Linked DNA regions of Capsicum annuum: region 2 is linked to region 1. Evidence: chromatin contacts called from public Hi-C data. All regions are on one chromosome and are shown on one strand. Each heading gives the region's core, a stretch centred on a gene start, on an enhancer-like site or on the middle of the called end of the contact. The rest is flanking DNA. Distances are from core to core; before and after follow the strand shown.

Region 1 (5,845 bases), core at 1,593-4,092:
GAGTTAATATCACATAAGCAAAAAAGTGTTTAAAATGTTGTCTTTTAATGGGTTCAAGGGTCTACATGATAAATATGTAAGTAGGAGTATCCACGTTACAAAACGGACACAGTAAAAGAATCGACTGAGACATTTTGACTAAATTTAATTTTATTTATAAATTTAAAAAATTAACACAACTGTTGTATGAAGGTGTTCAAAGGGCTGGATAAACTTTAAATTCGGATCCAAATAAGAAGTTCCTGAATTTATGGGTTGGATTTCAAATTTAAGTTTTAATTTTTATTTTTAAAAATTTTGAATTGAATATTGTATTTGGATATTAACTCATAGCTAATATTACTAATTTACTAAAATTCTGTTTGAGTGATTATTATTTATTTATTTTTTAATAATGTATTTTATTACATTGAATTTATTGCAACTCAACTTGTAGACTCAAAATTAGAAAAACTAAAATATCCAAATCAATTAACCCAATATCAAACTTAAAAAATTCGATTCCATCTGACCTTGTTTGGATTGAATTTAAATGCTAAATTTTTTAGTCTGAAAACATAAAATCTAAACCAAAACTTTCATATACAATCCAAAACACCGTCCCTACGTGTCTGAGCAACTTTTGAAAAGAAAAATAAAAATTATGTTTTTCAAAAATTTATACTATAACTCTAATTTAAAAGAAGTTTAAGTTATACATTGATACAAAAAATTCTTTTCTATATTAATTTAACATGTAATGCTAGTAAATTAGTATGTAATTATTCTATAAAATTATTAATATATTTACTAAAAAATGATCAAAGATATTTTTACAACAACAACAATATACCCGGTGTATTCCCACATATGGGTCTGGAAAGGGTAGAGTGTACGCAGACCATACCACTATCTCAGATGTAGTAGAGAGGTTGTTTCTGATAGACCCGGCTTAGGCCGATAGCAGTATAACAAACACCAAATATAAATGCATATAAACTAGTACAATTTGCAAAATAAACTAACACCACTTGCCATAAAATAATACTACAACCACAAGATAAAACTAAAAACTAGCTATCCGAAACCATACACAACACTCAACACCACGAACAAGAAAATTCAGACATAAATAAAAAACGCTCCCCTATTGTTTCTGACACACTCTCGTCCCTAACCCCTCTACCCTAATCCGCGTCCTCCATACCTTCCTATCATGGGTCATATCTCCAGTAAGCTGTAATTGCTCCATATCATGCCTAATCATCTCTCTCCAATATTTCTTCGGCCTACCTCTACCCCGCCTAAAATCATCCATAGCTAGTGTCTCACACCTTCGCACTGGAGCATTAGAGCCCCTCCTCATTACATGCCCGAACTAACGTAACCTTACTTCATGCATATTGTCCTCCACCGAGGCTACTCGCACCTTCTCCCAAATAATCTCATCTCGCACCTTCTCCTAAATAATCTCATTCCTTACCCTATCTTTTCTGGTATGACCACACATCTATCGCAACATTTTCATCTCCGCCACCTTCAACTTTTGGATGTAAGAGTTCTTAACTGGCCAACACTCCTCTCCATACAATATAGCCGGCTGAACCACTACTATGTAGAACTTTTAAGCTTCGGGGCACCTTCTTATCATATAAAACTCCCGAAGCGAGCCTCAATTTCAACCACCCTACCCCAATACGATGCGTGACTCCTTGTCAATCTCACCATTACCCTGAATCATAGACCCAAATACTTGAAACTCTCCCTCTTCTGGATGGCCTGAGAGTCTAGCTTCACAACCCCGTTAGCCTCCTGTGATATATCGTTAAACTTACACTCCAAGTACTCCGTCTTGGTCCTGCTTAACCGAAATCCTCCAGACTCAAGGGTTTGTCTTCAAATCTCCAATTTACCATTAACTCCTTTCCGAGTCTCGTCAATCAGTACTAGGGCTGGGCATAAAATACCCAAAACCAAATTATCGAATCGAACCAAAAAAATTGGTAATTGGTATTCAGTAATTCGGTATTTGATATGGTATTTGAGAGTAAAATTTTAATATTTCAATATTCGGAATTGAATTTTGTACAAGATCTTAATATCGTTTGGTATTCGGTATATACCGAATATATATATATATATATATGTCTAACCCAACCTAATAGACAATAGTACTAGTCATTCCAAAGAATTTCTTTGGATCTTGGTAATATATTCGTAGATAGAAACAAAAAGAATACTAAATAGGGTTCTATTAAATATACTCTTTGAAGTTTAAGCGTACATTTGCACATCTCCAACTTTAATATGGTACTACCAAATATCGTACCGAATCGAAGTTTAATTTACTGATTATCGAACTGCCGAACCGATATTTATAAGTATGGTATGTGGTATCTATGTTCAAATACTATTACCGAATTACCAAAATAAAATTTTAAAAATATCGAATCGAATACTGAACGCCCACCCAATACCACATATTTTTAGAATATGTAAATTGTACAAAAAAATATCATCCGTTCAAAGTTTGGTTTAAAAATACCTTTGTTTTTAATAAATTGACGCAAAAGTGTCCTTATAAGTGTCATTTTCCTAATAAATGTAATAATTTCTTTTAAACACATTTTCTCCTAAGAAAATGTTTTTTTCTAAAGAAGATCTTTCTTGTTTGTTTTTTCTTAAAATATTTTTAATTAATAAAAAGTTGAAGCTTATTTTTAACCTCATTTTATTTATTAATATAGTATAATTTTTTTTTAAACTAATAATATAAGTCATATTTATTACAAAAAAGTTTCTTGTATTTAATTCTTTTAAGTAATGTGATTACTTATATAAATAACTTATTAATGTCCAAATAGCCAATAGGAACCAAACGACTCATCAAGCTCATTGTATTTTTGATCTACACCGCTACTTTCTGTATCCACTTTTTCCCAAAAAGCGGCACCAAACAGTGCTAACCAATCCCCACAGTGTGATGAGCTAAAAATACCCTTCACTTTCCACATGTTCCTACTGACTCCCTCAAATTGAAAAAGTGAATCTTGTTAACTCTTTTTTTGGCCACTGAACAGTCTTACTTCTTTGCTTAGCCTGCCAGAAATGGATCTGCATCTGTTACTTACTATTTGATTGTCTTTCAAGAACCCCAGTTCAGTATATCAGAAATCTTGAAGTGGGTATTTCTTGTTTTTTGTTAAAAATAAAGCCAACAAAAAAAAAAGGTACTTGGGATTTTTTTGAGTGTTTTTCAGGAATCCCAGTTGAGTAGAGCAGAAATCTTGAAGTGGGTATTTCTAGTTTTTTGTTAAAAATAAAGCAAAAAAAAAAAAAGGAGCTACTTGGGATTTTTTTTGAGTGTTTTCAAGAACCCCAGTTGACTATTAGCAAAAATCTTGAAGTGTGTTCTTTTTGTGTTTTGTTAAAAATGAAGCAAAAAAAGGAGCTACTTGGGTTTTGAGTGTTTTTTCAAGAACCCCAGTGGAGTAAAGCAGAAATTTTGAAGTGGGTGTTCTTTGTTTTTTTGTTAAAAATGAAGCAGAAAAAAGAGCTACCTCATAGACCCAAGTTGCTGAAATATGTTCTATTTGGGATGATTGTGTTCTTGGGTTTGGTTTGTCTATATAACTGTTCGTTTATTGCTCCTGGTCTTCCTATAGCACGTGACCATTTGGTTCTTGACGATGGTTCTGATCCAGCTAATGGGGTTTCTTATCATGGTCGTTTGGATATGGATATGGAAGATCAAGAACTTGAAGTTCCTAAAAGTATTCCTGTATGCATGTAATTCTTTATTATTATTTTTTGGCTAACTGGTGTTTGTGAAGTTTGCATTTTGATAGTTGTTTTGCTAAGATTTTGATTTGATTTAAACTGTTATTTTAGGTTTGTGATACGAGGTATTCGGAGTTGATACCTTGTCTTGACAGAAATTTGATATATCAATTGAGATTGAAGCTCAATTTGACTGTTATGGAGCATTATGAGAGGCATTGTCCTCCTCCTCAACGTCGTTACAACTGTCTTATCCCTCCTCCAGCTGGTTACAAGGTCAGCAATTGATTGCTTTTTTCTGCTTAACGTGCAAAACGATGAAGGAGTCCGGTTATTGATGATCTTTAATTGATTATCTTTATTCAATTTGTTCGCTACTTGTCTTGGTTATTGATGAGCTTGAATTGATTACCTTCATTGAATTTGTTCACTACTTGTCCTTTTGTGCATTACTGAAGTTACTTTTTGATATTGCTATTGTTATTGTTTCTGTCTAGTTTTGATGCCAACGAGGTCCTTGTTAGATTTCCAGATCCCAATTAGATGGCCAGCTAGTAGAGACCAAGTGTGGAAAGCAAACATACCTCATACACATCTTGCACAGGAAAAGTCGGACCAAAACTGGATGGTTGTGGATGGAGACAAAATAAAATTCCCTGGTGGAGGAACACATTTCCATTACGGAGCTGACATATACATTGCAGCAATTGCCGGGGTAATTAAGTGTAATTATACTTTAAGTTACAGGTTGATTTATTTATAGTAGTTGCATTACAATTCGATGGTTTGTTATGTGCTTGTGTAGATGCTCAAGTTGCCTGGTGAAAAACTCAGCAATGGTGGAAACATAAGAAATGTTCTTGATGTTGGCTGTGGTGTTGCGAGCTTTGGGGCATATCTTCTTTCCCATGATATTATAGCTATGTCGCTTGCTCCTAATGATGTGCATGAGAATCAAATACAGTTTGCATTGGAAAGGGGAATCCCATCTACACTAGGAGTCTTGGGCACCAAAAGACTACCTTATCCTAGCAGGTCATTTGAGTTGGCACATTGTTCACGGTGTAGAATTGATTGGCTCCAAAGAGATGGAATTCTTCTTTTGGAACTTGACAGATTGCTCAGACCAGGTGGTTATTTTGTGTACTCTTCACCTGAAGCTTATGCGCATGATGCTGAGAATCGAAGAATTTGGAATGCTATGTATGATCTCTTGAGAAGAATGTGTTGGAGAGTTGTTTCAAGGAGAGACCAAACTGTGATATGGGCTAAACCTCTGAGTAACAGCTGTTATATGAAGAGAAGTCGGGGGACCCAACCTCCATTGTGCATGTCTGGTGACGAGCCCGATGAATCTTGGAATGTACCAATGAAAGCTTGCATCACTCCTTACTCACCGAGTAAGTATGCAATTGCTATGTTCATATTCTTGAATCCATGTCTTGAATGGTTGATCATGTGTATCCTGATGATAAATGATAAAACTTTTCTGTTTATTCTGCTTTACAAAAAAAAGAAACAAAACTTTTCTGCGTATTCTGTGGCGCTAATAGCTGCTTTTGGCTGTGCATAATATGTGATTGTTTTAGAAGTTGCAGCTGACACTTCATTATTAAAAAATGGAAGAAATGGCAGCTCACATAGAATTGTCATTCTCAATGACTATTTCATTCTATTTCAACTACTTCTAGCTAGGAGATCACAAATACTTTAATATTCTTTTTTAATCTGTTAAGTTTTCTGTTATTTGTTATTGAAGAGGTGCATAAGGAAAAAGGGACCGGGCTAGAACGTTGGCCACGGAGGCTTATGGCTCCGCCTCCTCGCTTGGAGGAAATTGGTGTCCCTTTGGATGAATTCCATAAAGACACTGTAAGTTTCTCAAATCAGTGAAGGCAGTATTTCTGTTGGATTTTATTTAATGGGGTTTATGTTTGTTGTTCAAATTGTCTTTTAACTATATTTATGTGATTTTCCAGAATGTATGGCATGACAGAGTGGTTGACTACTGGAAGCAGATGAAGTCTGTTATCCTAAAGAACTCAGTCAGGAATGTGATGGACATGAACTCAAACCTTGGTGGGTT
Region 2 (5,845 bases), core at 1,051-3,550, 36 kb before region 1:
AAAAAACGAAAGGAAAGAAGCGAAAGTTTGGGAAGAAGGGTTGTGTTGGTGCTCAATGAATGACAAGCTAGTTGCTTGAACTCTCCAAAAATATTGCCAACCTGTATCGGACCTTTCAAAATTGCACTACTTTTGAAGGATCTGACTCGCACTTGATGACATTCTTGAAGAGTTCGAGCAACATAGCTGACAAGTGTAGAAAGAAGAGTAACAATAACAACAAACCCAATATAGTTCCACAAAGTGGGTTCTGGAAGGGTAGAGTGTATGTGAACCTGACCTCTATCTCAGAGGTATAGCATCCGTTTCTGATGAACCCCTGGCTCAAGATAAAAATAGTTTAGAGAAAGAAGTAACGAAAATAAAAGAAACAACGGACAGTAATAAAACAACAGATAGTAGCAGAACCACATTACAACAAAATAATATTGGTAAACCTACACGAAACAATAGATAATAATAGAAATCGAAGAACAAGAAATAAGAGTGATACACTTGTCGTGTAGAAAGCTGAGTGTGTGTATAAAGGTTACAACTGTGTGAGTGCGAATGTATCTGATTTTGTCGTGTTTGGCCCTGTTAGAATATGTTGCCCAAGTTTGTTATGCCCAATTAGTTGTTGGCTTTGGTGTAAATTCCTTGCACTGCTCAAGCCACGTTAAATTTTTGTCCAGAAAAAGCATGACAGAATTAGAAGCCTGACTCATGCAAAAATCCCTGTAGAAGACAATAGTAGAATATCTGGTAGATGTCTTGGGCCGCTATGGTTCAGTGGTGGAGCATCAATCTTGTAAATCGGAGGCCTTTAGTTTGATCCTGCAGGTCAGGGGCTAATTCCTCCCTTGTTATTGTATAAGGGCCTCGAATAGGGAAGAATGATTATAGAGTATTCATATGACAGATCCTAATTAATTTGGCTTTGATGCAAAGTTAATTGGTTGGTGTTGTCTAGTACATGAGATCTCGATATCTCATGTGGCTTTGTTGCTAGTCATATTTGTCCTGAAATTTTGCCATGGGGAATTTCTTTGCCTTTTGGCAGGTTAATGACCTTACCTGAAAAAAAACATCTTCGACAGCTGATACAGGACCTTCCACCTAAGAATCTTGATCATGTTGTCCAGATTCTCTGCCGTGGTAAGGAAGTAGAGAAACATTCTTGCAGTGAGGTGCATGTTGATTTAGAAAACGAGGTAAATATTTTTTTTATTTTTTTTTGCAATTGTGTGTTTAATTTTTCTCTGTTCCTGGTTTCCTAAGTTCCCAATGGGTTATTGTAGGACAAAGCAACACTCTGGAGATTGTATTTCTACATTGAAACAGTTGAAAATGCTAAGAGGCTTCGCGGGATATAATACTTAATAGTGACAACTGACGAGGCCCTTCATGATAAGGGTGGGCATGGTACGGTGCGATTTTGAAAATTTCAGTCCGGTTTTACCATTGCTGTACCAAATTAATTCAGTATGGTTCAGTATTTTAAAGTTCGGCTTTCGTATTTTGCGATATGGTAAATCAGTAACCGAAGTTTGTTCCACTTTGACTTACATATACTCATATAATAGAGAAATAATAGAGAATTATGACTTCGATTTTTCAAGAACCGTCTCAATTATATCATACGAACATCGTACACAGGTAAGAATATTTAAAGAAAGTACAAGCATGCAATTCCCGTGGTTAATCAATTACATAAAAAAGGCATTTCAATCGAGATGGGTATTCAGTTCCATGTCTAAACTATTAGTTTTGTACTACTATTTTATATATTTGCTATTATTATATATGAATTGTATATATAACTATGTACTTTGGTATGGTATTTGGTATTTCGGTATTCATGGGTATCCTTATGAATACCAAACCGTACCAAATACAAAATTTTTTAAGAACACATCAAATATCATACCAAATACCATAATACCGAAATCGTGGTATCAAAAACTTTGATTTCGATGATGATATTCGGTATCTACCATGCCTTGCCCACCCTACTTCATGAGAATGGGGATCCTGATATTTCTATCATGTATCAGGTATGGCCTTTAATGCTTACAAGCTGCAGAAAGACTTAACCAAACTGTACATGGTGCAAATCTTTTAGTTGAAAGAAATCTCTGGTGGTGATGCCGTCTGATTCAAATATTCTGGAGGCCAATGGTTGGTTGTAGACTTGTAGTGTATAGATAGAACTCAGCCTTGAGTGCAGATTGCTCGTCTTTGACGACAGATGCACGAACATATATTATATGGTTGTGTACGGTGCCAGTCAGTTTTGGGCCTTTGGCTATCTGTTATTTCTAGCAATGTAGACAAACAACAATATGATGATTCAGGTACCAACAATTGTAAATTGCCTCATGGTACGTTATGCACCAGCCACCAGGTGAAACTTTGTCATTAGTTACTGCTTGTCTGGTCGAAGAGATGCAGTTGATGAGAGGTGGGGAAGGGGCGGATATTTTTTTAAAAGATCTCCGTGGGTTGTGGGCGCGTGCGGCTTACTTTTTTGAAAGGCTACTTATTAATCACCTTCCTAAATTGTTACTGAGCGTCCGTGACTTCCTTGAATCTCTTCGCTAAATTTGAATTTCATTATTAGTATAGGGAATTAGTAAATATACGTTGGGTTTTGCCTTATATATGCTTACACAATGGTATAAGTAACAGTATTGTAAAATTACGTGTGGTAATGTTTTTTTTTTGGGGTACAGATTATGTTTTCTTCTTTTGGCCACCTAGTGAGTGACCAGATTGACACTTTTAACTTGGTAAAAGTGTGTCTATCAAGCACTATGCTAATATGGCATATAAATCTTATTTCATGGAAAACGTAGTTTCTCTTTGAATCAATTTATATGGTTTTTTGTTTTACTTTTATGTCTACTAAGATTGTATTAAAAAATCCAATTAAGGTGAATCAAGTTAAAATAGAATTTCGTTATTATTGAAGTTAATATTCGATACAAAATCAATTATCGAATGGGACAAATCGAATTAGGTGCAATTTTGATGTAGTACTTTAAGAAATCAACTTAAAAAGATTTCAAGACGTTTTTAGTTTCAAAATTTAGAAGGAACAAAGGATATAGAAAAAGGAAAAAGGTAACTTACATAAATCCCTCGATCTTTAAGTGATATTATATAAAATTTTGACTATTTTATTAATTACATTTTATCTCGATTTTTTAAAATAGTGATACATATATTATATGGTAATACATATAAAAAAGTGATATATTTGAAACTAATAAGATATTTATTTAAGGAAGTAACATTTAAGGAATTAACAAATTTTTTTTTATCATTATATTTTTTTATTTAAGAAAAGATATCTAATTTTTCTCTCTTTTTTAGATTTAATTTAGATGTTTAATTTATGTTTCTCTTTTTTCGTTTTTAATTGTGAAAGATATGTTTTTTTGGTCTTTTTTCTCCTTTTTTCGTTTTTAATTTCGTCTTTAATTTTAGTTTGCTTTTTTTAGATTTAATTTTAATTATGTTTCAATTCTGCTTTTAGTCTTTTTTTAAGAAAATATTATTACTTTTATTTCCTACATTGACTACACCATTACCTTTCATTAATAGCATATGAATCAGTCAATAATTGAAATAAATAATTGTATCTACCTATGAATTAACATAATACTATATATATCACCCATTAATATCATATGAATCACTCAATAATTAAAATAAATAATACCATATGAATCACCATAATACGATATGTATGAATCACCCAATAATTGAAATAAATAATTGTATCTACCATATGAATCACCATAATATAATATGTATCACTCATTAATATCATATGTATCACCCGTTAAAATTATACAAAATGTATCTATCGTATGAATCACCACAATACCCATATAATAATATCGTATTTATCATTCATATGAATTACTATTAAAAGAATAAACATTTATGAATAACTAAATAAATTTATATATGTATCAATGAATTTTTTAAAAAAAAAATAGGAGAGATTTTAGGAGAGGAAAAGAAAAATTGCATGCATTAATGGACGAGAAAAAATCAGGAAGGAAGATGATTTAAACATTAATAGAAGAGAAAAAATCAGGAAGGAAGATGATTTAATTGTTGATAATTAGGGAGATATTTTAGGGAATGAAATCTTGAATGAGTTAATGGTGAAGTAAAAATGGGATGTGGAGTTTTCTTGATATGTATCAAGAGTAAAGTTGAAAAATAATATTTTATATAAATTTAAAAAACGTAAGAAATATTAGGTAATATGATTTTTAAGTATGAAATTTGTGTAATTTATCCGGAGAAAAACATAATATCACAAGATACTGTCATCATTATGAGATAATATTCCATAATGTATTAGATTTAAGGAAAACTTAGAGTGAGAGAAAGACCCTCTCTCTATCTAGAAAATTCCCTTAGAATACAGATAGTAGCAAAGTTAACCCTGCCATGACTGCTGAGGACGCACACCCTGCTACTCCATCGGAGCCACCAGACAAACAAGATTGCCACATGGCCATCGTCGATTCATGTCAGCTTTCCCACAAGGATGTAGTAAAGGATGCCCAACTCTAAGTCAGTTTCCTACTCGGATCCTTTTATTGAAGTTATTGAAAATACCTTAAGTCCCCAAAGTGCTGAAATTAGTCTAACGGAGGCGGATCAATTGAGGCTTTATGACCTTGGAAATTCTTTGTAATAGTGAAGGTGTTTGGGCAAAAATTCAACCACCAGTTTCTCCGAACCGAGCTAACGGAGCTATGAAAATTCCAGGAAACCATCACTCTAATTGATCTTGGGTTTGATTTTTATCCGGTTAAATTCGATAAGGAGGATAGCCAACAAAAAGCCCTGCACGAGGGTAATGGTTCATTGTCGGATCTTTCCTCTCAGTAAGAATTTGGGAACCAAATTTTATTCCCATCGAGGCCAAACTCCAGACTACGGTGATTTGGCTCAGTCTTCCTCAGCTTCCCACTGAATTTTATGATAAGATTATCCTAGAAAGGATAGGGACAAAGTAGGAAAATTAATCAAAGTTGACTTGTGCACTTCTTCAGCATTGAGAGGGAGATATGCAGGCATTTGTGTCCAGGTGCCTTTGAAAACACCACTGCGCAACGCAGTTACTATTGGAAAGCACAAACAAGAGATAGTCTTTGAAGGAGAGGGCATCCTTTGTAAACCATGTGGGAGATTGGGTCACCTTGCCTTGAGATGCCCACATGCAACCCCAAGTGCAGAAGCAACCCCTCCACAAGCCAGCGTAGCAAGTAACCAGTCCACCCAGTCACCGAATTCTGAGTGGAAAACGGTGAGTTTCAATAAAGGTAAGAAAAATAAATCACTCGGTCATTCCTAGTCACCAGATCGACCAACAATGCTCCTAAGCATAGCGTCAAAATAAAGAAATATGATGCCCAGACAGGTAAGTTTCTCGAATATGAAAAGTCTAGTCGTGGTATGCCGAGTTCACCTCAAGATCCGATTCAGAACTCCGACGACAGGGGCAAACTCCGGCGAAGACGGAGGCAAAACCGAATTGGGTCGAGCGGACCTCAATTATGAAAAAGAGGTTGATAGCACTTTCTCAACAGGCCCATAAAAAAGGCCTTTCCTTTAGGGTCCCCGGATTACCTCAGGCCCAATTACTGCAAAAGATTAAATAAAAAAGATTAAGTAAAAAAAATTACAGAAACTAGCATCCTTAAAACTATAATTATAATAAATAACAATACTTTTTAAAAATTACAGCTTATAGCAAAAGTATCAATATTTTACCCACTTCATAGTAATGGAAGAATATGTATTTTTCAGTTATGCATATATATTTATGAGTAAT

Evidence for each region. A called contact is a pair of places that touch in the nucleus more often than the background predicts.
Region 2: a Hi-C map of leaf shows a contact between it and region 1, with 2.3 times the contacts expected there. The contact joins the enhancer-like site here to the promoter of LOC107858825 in region 1. A contact is called at or near these places in 3 of 5 Hi-C or Micro-C datasets (bud, leaf and placenta).

The regions. Positions count from the first base shown.
Region 1 is chr2:101,547,423-101,553,267 of UCD10Xv1.1, reverse strand. LOC107858825 (probable methyltransferase PMT9) reads left to right here and starts at 2,842. Exons shown (of 8, transcript XM_047406551.1): 1 at 2,842-3,752; 2 at 3,871-4,035; 3 at 4,292-4,474; 4 at 4,565-5,159; 5 at 5,519-5,631; 6 at 5,739-5,845. The coding sequence starts at 3,669.
Region 2 is chr2:101,583,241-101,589,085 of UCD10Xv1.1, reverse strand. It overlaps LOC107858827, which reads left to right. Exons shown (of 9, transcript XM_016703617.2): 7 at 1,043-1,193; 8 at 1,281-1,404; 9 at 2,037-2,403. The coding sequence ends at 1,355. LOC107858826 (a long non-coding RNA gene) reads right to left here. Exons shown (of 2, transcript XR_001671246.2): 2 at 4,311-5,654. Among protein-coding and RNA genes, the nearest start is that of LOC107858826, 3.8 kb to the right of the region's middle. Within about 2 kb of position 2,300, at least 4 of the 5 cell types and tissues checked have an H3K27ac peak or open chromatin away from gene starts, as enhancers often do. A contact at or near this core is called in bud and leaf, where this site is marked.